Regions from separate parts of the Sus scrofa genome. Here region 2 is linked to region 1. Evidence: chromatin contacts called from public HiChIP or PLAC-seq data. All regions are on one chromosome and are shown on one strand. The core of a region is the stretch at or near the end of the contact, and the rest is flanking DNA. Distances in the headings are between cores, read along the strand shown. Region 1 overlaps CDC42BPA (serine/threonine-protein kinase MRCK alpha). Region 2 has its middle 29 kb from the start of AHCTF1.

The links. HiChIP or PLAC-seq counts read pairs in DNA pulled down with a chosen protein or histone mark.
Region 2: a contact with region 1 is called in an H3K27ac HiChIP or PLAC-seq map of alveolar macrophages. The contact joins two enhancer-like sites. A contact is called at or near these places in 1 of 47 Hi-C or Micro-C datasets (embryonic fibroblasts) and 2 of 2 datasets of contacts at active chromatin or transcription factors (alveolar macrophages and skeletal muscle).

Annotation. Positions count from the first base shown.
Region 1 is chr10:14,863,730-14,867,937 of Sscrofa11.1, forward strand. The region is part of intron 2 of CDC42BPA (serine/threonine-protein kinase MRCK alpha); the gene reads right to left. Among named protein-coding and RNA genes, the nearest start is that of CDC42BPA, 75 kb to the right of the region's middle. Within about 2 kb of position 1,627, at least 1 of the 83 cell types and tissues checked has an H3K27ac peak or open chromatin away from gene starts, as enhancers often do. A contact at or near this core is called in alveolar macrophages, where this site is marked.
Region 2 is chr10:15,010,873-15,014,926 of Sscrofa11.1, forward strand. No RefSeq gene overlaps it. Among named protein-coding and RNA genes, the nearest start is that of AHCTF1, 29 kb to the right of the region's middle. Within about 2 kb of position 1,674, at least 33 of the 83 cell types and tissues checked have an H3K27ac peak or open chromatin away from gene starts, as enhancers often do. A contact at or near this core is called in alveolar macrophages, where this site is marked.

The DNA of each region.
Region 1 (4,208 bases), core at 377-2,876:
AAAAGAAAAAAAAAAAACTCTTGATTCTACTAGAATATAATTAGTATAGAAAATTTATAAAATTAAAGTACAAAAATAGAAAGCCACAAATAACATTATCTAGCAGAAAACTACTCTGAAATCATGTATCACTGTCCATATCCTTTCAACCAGCAAGGTCCTCTTCCAAAAGTTTATTTTAGAAGAAATTATTTAGAAAATCTTTTGAAATGCAGTGAAAGTATTAATGTATAAAAACGCTTTGGAAAGCATTATTTCTAATATAGAAAAAAAAAAAAAAAACAGGACAACCTCAGTATTTCATTATGTACTGCATACCTGCTATGTACCAGACATTGCTATAGGTGCTGAGGAACTGAAATGAATGGATAGGGGGAAAATCCTTACCTTCATGGGGCATGCGTTCTAGCTTACCATTACTGTTAAGAAGGTTACAAAACTTCCACATAATGGACTTTTATGGAGCCTTTAGAAATCAGGTTTAAAAGAAACATTTCAACACATAGAGAAGAGACAAACTATCTGGTAAGAAAAGCTGGTTAGATATAAATGTTTACCAATATTATTACCTATGAATAGAATAAGATTGGAAAGAAATGCCACAGAACTACAGAAGTGGATTTCAATGCTGTGTACCTTTGATTAGACTGTAATACTATTCAGCATCATGGATATAGTACATGATTAATAAGTTTCTTTTTTTCTTTTTAGGGCCACACCCATGGCACATGGAGGCTTCCAGGCTAGGGATTGAATAGGAGCTGCAACCCCGGCCTAAACCAGAGCCACAGCAAGGCTAGATCCAAGCCGCGTCTGCAACCCACACCACAGCTCACAGCAACACCAGATCCTCAACCCACTGAGCAAGGCCAGGGATCAAACCCACAACCTCATGATTCCTAGTCAGGTTCATTTCTGCTGCACCGTGACGGGAACTCCAATAAGTATTTTTTATTAGTCAAAACAGAGACACCTAAACAACAAGAACAAAGAAAACCCTTCGTTTTTCTGCTTTTCATCTCTGGAAAGGAAAATTATTATATTTAAAAGCACTGTGCCAAGTATTGATATAATAAATAAATTCAATCCTTGCCTTCACTTACAATCTATTGGTGAAGACAAACATTAAACAAAGAAACAAGAATTTAAAAGTGTAAGCACCAGGAAGAAGTCGTACAAGGTTCTCACATTCCCCATTACAAAGACAGAAGTATCTTACATCTTCATTCCCATTTATTATTATTTTTTTTTTTATTTTATGGCTGCACACTCTGCATATGGAAGTTCCTGGGCCAGGGACCGAATCCAAGCCACAGTTGCAAACTACACTGCAGCTGCAGCAACACCAGATCCTTTAACTCACTGTACCCAGCCAGGGATCAAACCCCCACCTCCTCAGCAACCCAAGCTACTGCAGTCAGATTCTTAACCCATTGCTGATTTCATTCTCCCATTCAGTTTTTTTCTGATTGCATTCTGCCATCAATTCTTTTACTAATTTCCAAATATGAAATGATTTTAAGGAAGCGACAGTAATGATAAAATGTATTTTGTTAGGTGGGGAGGACCTCTACTTCCTCTGAAAACACAACATCCATTAATAGTCTAGCCTTAAATATAATGCATGAGTCATTTCAAAGTATCTGCAAGAACTATATTAACAGAGGTAAGTGGCTGGGCAAATTCACTCTGCTCTACTTCCCTTTTTAGCAAAACTTAGCCTGCTGCCTTTTTCCTCTTAGAGCTCAAGTTTGGAGTGAATAAAAACACTCCATCTTAAAAGCAAGGAAGGTTTTACCTTCTCTATTAGAGTCAAGAGACAAATGTTAAAAAGGAAAGGTGAGTAATTCCCCTTCACTTCTATCCATGATTAAATCAAGTGGATTGAGACTGAAGACCTGTCCTCTAGCCATCAGCCTGGAAGCCCAAATCTCAGTGACTCTGTTTCACTAACAAATGAGTTTCTAAGGCTGACTGGAAACCTAAATTCAGCTTTGAGTCTCCTTTGAGATCCAAAGTAAGGAACAAAGGTTTACATTTGGGGGAAGATACCTGAAAGTCTCTAGTCTGGCTCCAAGTTCTTGTCTTGATCCTTTTTAACAGGGGATCCTAATAACTCTGAAGCTGATCTGGCACCAACAAACTGATTAAAATCCAAAGAGAATGGAGCCTCACCTCCTAACATGGACACAGTTATCTGATAGCCCAGAAATCAAAAGCATCAACAGTATTTTGTAGTTTTTGCCCTCACTAGAAAAATCTGTTTTGCTTGGTATAGAATCAGAGGTTGACAGGTTTTCTTCTTTCAGTTTTAAGATGTTGTTTTCTGTTATCTTCAACTTTCATCATTTCCATTGAAAAGTGTATTGTCTTCGCATCGCTTTTTGAAAGTTACATGTCCCTCTTCCTATAACTATTACCAAAATTTTTTCTTTATCTTTGGTTTTCATAAGTTTTACAGTGTGTGGCTGGATGTATTATGTGCCCTAAATGTACTGATCTTATCATGGAGTCATATAATTCTTAAATCTGTGTATGGATTAACGTCTTTAGTTAGCTCTGAAAAATTCTCAGCCCTTATCTCTTCAAATATTATTTTTGTCCCATTTTCTCTCTTTTTCATCTCCCTTTGGAACTATAAATACATACATGTTAATTTTTTCTTTATGTCTAATTTGAACCCTCACTTATTTTTAAACTTTCCATCCATTTTTTTTCCTCTCCATGCTTCAGCCTAGATAGTTCCTATTGACCTATTTTCCATGTCACTAATCTTGTCTTCAGACTGCAGTGAAACCTATTATTTATTTATTTTTTATTTTTTTGTCTTTTTACCATTTCTTGGGCCGCTCCTGCGGCATATGGAGGTTCCCAGGCTAGGGGTCGAATCGGAGCCATAGCCACTGGCCTACGCCACAGCCACAGCAACGCGGGATCCGAGCCATGTCTGTGATACACCACAGCTCACGGCAACGCCAGATCGTTAACCCACTGAGCAAGGGCAGGGATCAAACCTGCAACCTTCTGGTTCCTAGTCAGATTCGTTAACCACTGTGCCACGACGGGATCTCCTAAGTTTTACTTTCAATCACTGTGTATTTCATTTCTACATTAGGGTCAGATTGCCTTAATCCAATCTGGGATTGACTGGACTAGAACTGAGTTTCAGTCTTGTGAGGGCTGGCCTATTTCCACTTACACCTCAGGGTGTGGTCTCTCAGGAGTTCCAATTTAATACCTGAAATAATTAACAAAGCTTTCCACTTCACTGAGAACTAAACCCCATTTTTTTTCCCCTACCTGTGAGATTTCTGAAAGTTCTCTTTAACTTCTCTGACTCCAGACAACTGTCTTCAAAAGAAAGGTAAAACTGAATGCTGGGGGTTCACCTCTCAAAAGACCTTTTCTGTGACTCTCAGTCCCTTCAGTCTTTGATTAGTGTATAGCTCTTATGCCTTCAAACACCTGAATTTATTTTAATAAAGGTTTTCTAATTGTTTTTATCACAAGAGTTGATGTCAAACAATCACATGTGTTAGAATAAGAGGTTCTATACAAAGTCTTTAGTGTGTGGAATTTCTCAAACTATTCCACTGACTTTTGATTGGCATTTCGTAAAACTAATGAATTGATTTAGGAAGAACTGACATCCTTACAAATATTTTGTACCATATTTGAACATGATAAATCTGTCTTTCAGGGGTTTTTTAAATCATATGTTGTAATAATCTCTCCTTGTAGATCTCATGCACTATTTGTCAGGTTAAATCCTAGAGACTTGATTTATTATTGTGAATGGTATCATATGCCATCATCCTCTGGTTTATGTCATCATCTCTTCTGATTATTGAGTAGAAAGAAATTCCACTGATTTTTATAAAATAATCTTTTATTTAAGAAATACTAAATTACCTTATTAATACATATGGATATCTATTTTTTCTATAGATGTTTATATAGGTGATCTGTAAATGCTTACAGATTTTTCTCTTCTTTTCCAATCCCATTAACTCATTCTATTTTTCTTTTTTTCTTTTTTTTTTTTTTTAATGCACTGGCCAGAAACTCCAGTAACAAAACAAAACAAAAAAACAAACAAAACAGTGTTAACTATATTTGTCTTATTCCTTTTTTTGCTTTTGCTTTTTAGGGCCACACCTGCAGCATATGTATGTTCCAAGGCTAGGGATCGGATTAGAGCTACAGCT
Region 2 (4,054 bases), core at 424-2,923, 150 kb after region 1:
AGAAGACAAAAGAAGAGACGGAGGGGTTACCTGAGATGATGCTCTAAACACCTGGCAGAAGCGGGAGGAAAGGACGGGACCTGTGGATGAGGCCGTCTTGGCAAGAAAAATGTCCCGGAACTAAAAATGAAAGGACCATCGTGGCTCAGCAGAAACAAATCGGAAGATGCAGGTTCGATTCCTGGCCTCGCTCAGTGGGTTAAGGATCCGGCATTGCCGTGAGCTGTGGTGTAGGTCTCAGACATGGCTCAGATCCTATGTGGCTGTGGCTAGGGCTCTGATTCTACCCCCATCCTGGGAACTTCCTTGTGCCACAGGTGCAGCCCTAAAAAACCAATAAATAAATAAATAAATAAAACAGTAAATAAGGCAAAGATACAGCAATATCTCCTGGCTCAGACTTCACTAGTTTGCAGCACTTCCAGAATGTACATAAGAGTATATTCACAGCACATTTTACAATTCAAACAAAATGTCCAGTGTGGGCCTGATATGTACAATGTGTGTGCAAATCCATTGCTATGTGGCAGGAAGGGGGACCCCCTCCCAGGGCCCCGGCATGGGCTCTTGTCTGACTCTCAGGACTGAGTTGTCCAAGGAGACACCCGTGCTGAGAAAGCACGAGACCTACTGGGAAGGGGCGCCCGGGGTCCAGAGCAGCAGGAGAAGGAACCCAGGAGAACGGCTCAGCCACGAGGCTCACAGCCTCAGATTTTATGGGAATGGGGTTAGTTTCCGGGCTGTCTCTGGCCAGTCGTCTTGCTCGGCCTGTATTCAGTCTGGCTCAGGGTCCTTTCTGGTGCCACCTGCACCTCTCGGCCAAGATGGATTCCAGCGCCAAGGATCCTGGGAGGTTGGTTGTCTCCCCCTCCCGTAGGCCCCTCCCAAATCCTCCTGGTTAGTCTTCAGGGCTGCACCGCGTACCTTATCAGGGCCTGCCACTGTGACACAACGCTTGCAAGTGGCTATTACTGTGACTAGTCAACGTGGTGGCTCCAGTCGATGGTTCCCGGTAGATATAAACAAAAATATTGGAAAAAGTCTACATCGAGATGTTCAGTGAGCACTCCAGGATGATGGATTATGGATACTTTTTATTTCATTCGTTATACTTTTCTGGGTTTCCCCCAATTTTTCCATAATAAATAGGTCTTTTTATAACCAAAAAATGTTAATAAAGTGACAAGCTTGTTGGGTCAAAATGGTCATTTAAAGACAGTTCTCCGGAGGCCAGCTCTCCAAGAATTTATGTCACGCAGATAATTACACCACCTGTTACACTTGTGCGAAAACAGGACATGGAGAGCGTGGGATCTGGAATGCAGAAAGATTGTTACACGCATCAGATCTAGTTCAAACTAGCACAGCAGGGAGAGCTACCGAAAAATGAGCCAGAGCCCACCCTGGGGCACCCTGCTCACTTCCCCTGCCCACTGGGTGCCCCTGAGGAGATGTGGGCACTGGGTGTTCTCAGCAGCCTGCAGGAACGGCCTGTCCTTCTGTTCAGGTTTATTCAGAAGCCCCAGCAGCTTCTGGGTTTTTGTAGCCATTTTTCCCAATAGGAACAGGCCCGGAGGCAAAAACAAAACCAAACCAAACCACTGAAAGAGCCCTTAAAAGCCTAGAAAGGAAGAAAGGACAATGGAACGTGATGTAAGGGCAACTAAACAGCCAGTGACTCAGCGCTTCAGCGCCATCAACACCAGCTGCAGTCCGAGATGGCAGCCGCAGTGGCAGCTCGCAGACACACACACACACACACACACACACACACACACACACACACACACACACACACACACAGAGGCAGTGCAAACATCGCCTGGAGAGCAAAAATTCAGGCTCTTGGACGGTGCTTGGAGGCAAGGCACAGAATCAAAGATTTCTGGAGCTGTACACTTGGCAGAATGTATAAGGATGTTGCATGGTTTTGTTTGTTTGGGGGTTTTGTTTGTTTGTTTTTGTATTTTTAGAGCCGCACCCACAGCATGTGGAAGTTCCCAGGCTAGGGGTGGAATCAGAGCTGCAGCTGCCAGCCACAGCCACAGCAATGCCAGATCCCAGCCACGTCTTCGACCTACAGCACAGCTCAAGGCAATACCAGATCCTTAACCCATGCGCGAGGCCAGGGATCAAACTCTCATCTTCAGGGATACTAGTCAGATTCATTACTGCTGATACTGCTGAGCCATAGTGGGAACTCCAAGTATGTTGCGTATTAATTCAGCTTTCCAGTAACATCTTTTATTTTCATTCCCTAAGGAGCAGGACATGTATCCCTGGGGTCAATTTCTCCAAACTGGAACCAGGATCCACCTGCAAGCATGTCTCTCTCGCCTAGCTCTGACACGTCACAGGATGAAGTCTGATCAGCTTGGTGGAGTTCAGTGTCGGTTTCTCAGGAAGACTGGGCTGGGGAGGGGGGTGCAATTCTCACCCTTTGTGAGTCATGGGTGGAGGGGGGACTACAGCTGGGAGTGGGACTCTGTCCCATGGAATTTTGCAATCAAATACTCTACCCCTGAGCTATACCCCCGAGTCCCATGGAATTTTGACTCAGGCAGTAACTCCGTCTACAAATGTGTCATCTTCTGCACAGACACATTTCTTCATGATTTTAATTTTTTCCACTAGAGTTGGTTTAGAGCATTCTGTCAGTTTCTACTGTGCAGCAAAGCGACCCAGTCACACATATATACACATTCTTTTTCTCACATTATCCTCCATCATGTTCCATCATAAGCGACCAGACAGAGCTCCCTGTGCTCTACAGCAGGAGCTCATTGCTTATCCACTCCAAATGCATCCATTAACAACACAGATGAATTTTTTTAACTCAGCCTGTACCACGAGTCAGAGTCCTTGAAGTGACCTCTCCCTTGGAGCTGGTTTGGGTTGGTCCCTGCTCCTGCCGGCGGCTCCTCAACCACAGGACCCGCCCTGTAGACCCCTGCAGATTAGGGGTCTGAGGCCTGCCCATCACCATTAACCACCACACCCACACATGTGACTAGCACCGCTCCTAGGATGTGGTCCAAAAGCAACTTTTTGTCACCCACCGCTCCTTCAAATGTGTTCCGTGAGCTCTTCCCTGCCATTAGACTAAACACCATGGGCTCCAGACCTTTCCCGCTCTCTCTGGAGTATGGGATCAGTCTATGGACAGATGTTTAAATCACAAAACATAGTCTCATTTCAGAAACGAGGTGTCCGGGCTAAGCATCCAGAGGATGAATGCGGCAATCTTCATCCAAGGTGGGGTTTCACGGCGCTCCCCACGCCCAGCCTGCAGGTAGGAGCAGAGGTCAGGGCACAGCAGGCTCTCTGAGGCCCTGGCAGATGGTAAAAGGGACGCCTTCTTGGGTCTGATTTTTGTTTCAGGCTCAGGATGCCCTCCTTCTCCTGCCGGCTGCCCCTCCCTCACCTTCTCAGACCAACTCCCGGATCAAATTTAGAAGGTCTCCTGGCCTGCTCTCTCCATCAGGAGGCCCACAGTGGTTGGTTCCTGCTCTTAAACGAAGCCCTATTTCCTCTTTCTCCACCTATTCCCCCAGCCATGGCTGGAGCCTCCCCAGGAGTTCCCCCAAGTGAGGGTCTCAGGCTGGTTCTCCTCTTGTAACGTGATGGAGGTTACACCCCCCCCCAATGCCACCCCTCTTAGGGGGGCAATCCAGTCCTAACTTTCCCCACAAATTCCCCTGCTCCATTTTCTCTTTCTTCCTTCTTCCCTCCCTCCCTCCCTTCATTTTTGGGTGCACCTGTGGCACATGGAAGTTACCAGGCCAGTGGCTGAATCCAAAGCCATAGCTGCGACCCACACTGCAGCTGCCACAACGCTAGATCCTCACCCTGAGCCCTCTGGGAGCAAACCCTCCAAAGTAACCCTAACCGAGGCAGTCAGATACTTAACCCACAGCAGGAACGCCTTCCATTTTCCTGATCCTTCCATACCCCTTCACGGATCAGTGTTTTTTCCATTTTTTTTCGTTTTTTGCTTTTTAGGGCCACACCTGTGGCATATGGAAATTCCCAGGCTAGGGGTCAAACCAGAGCT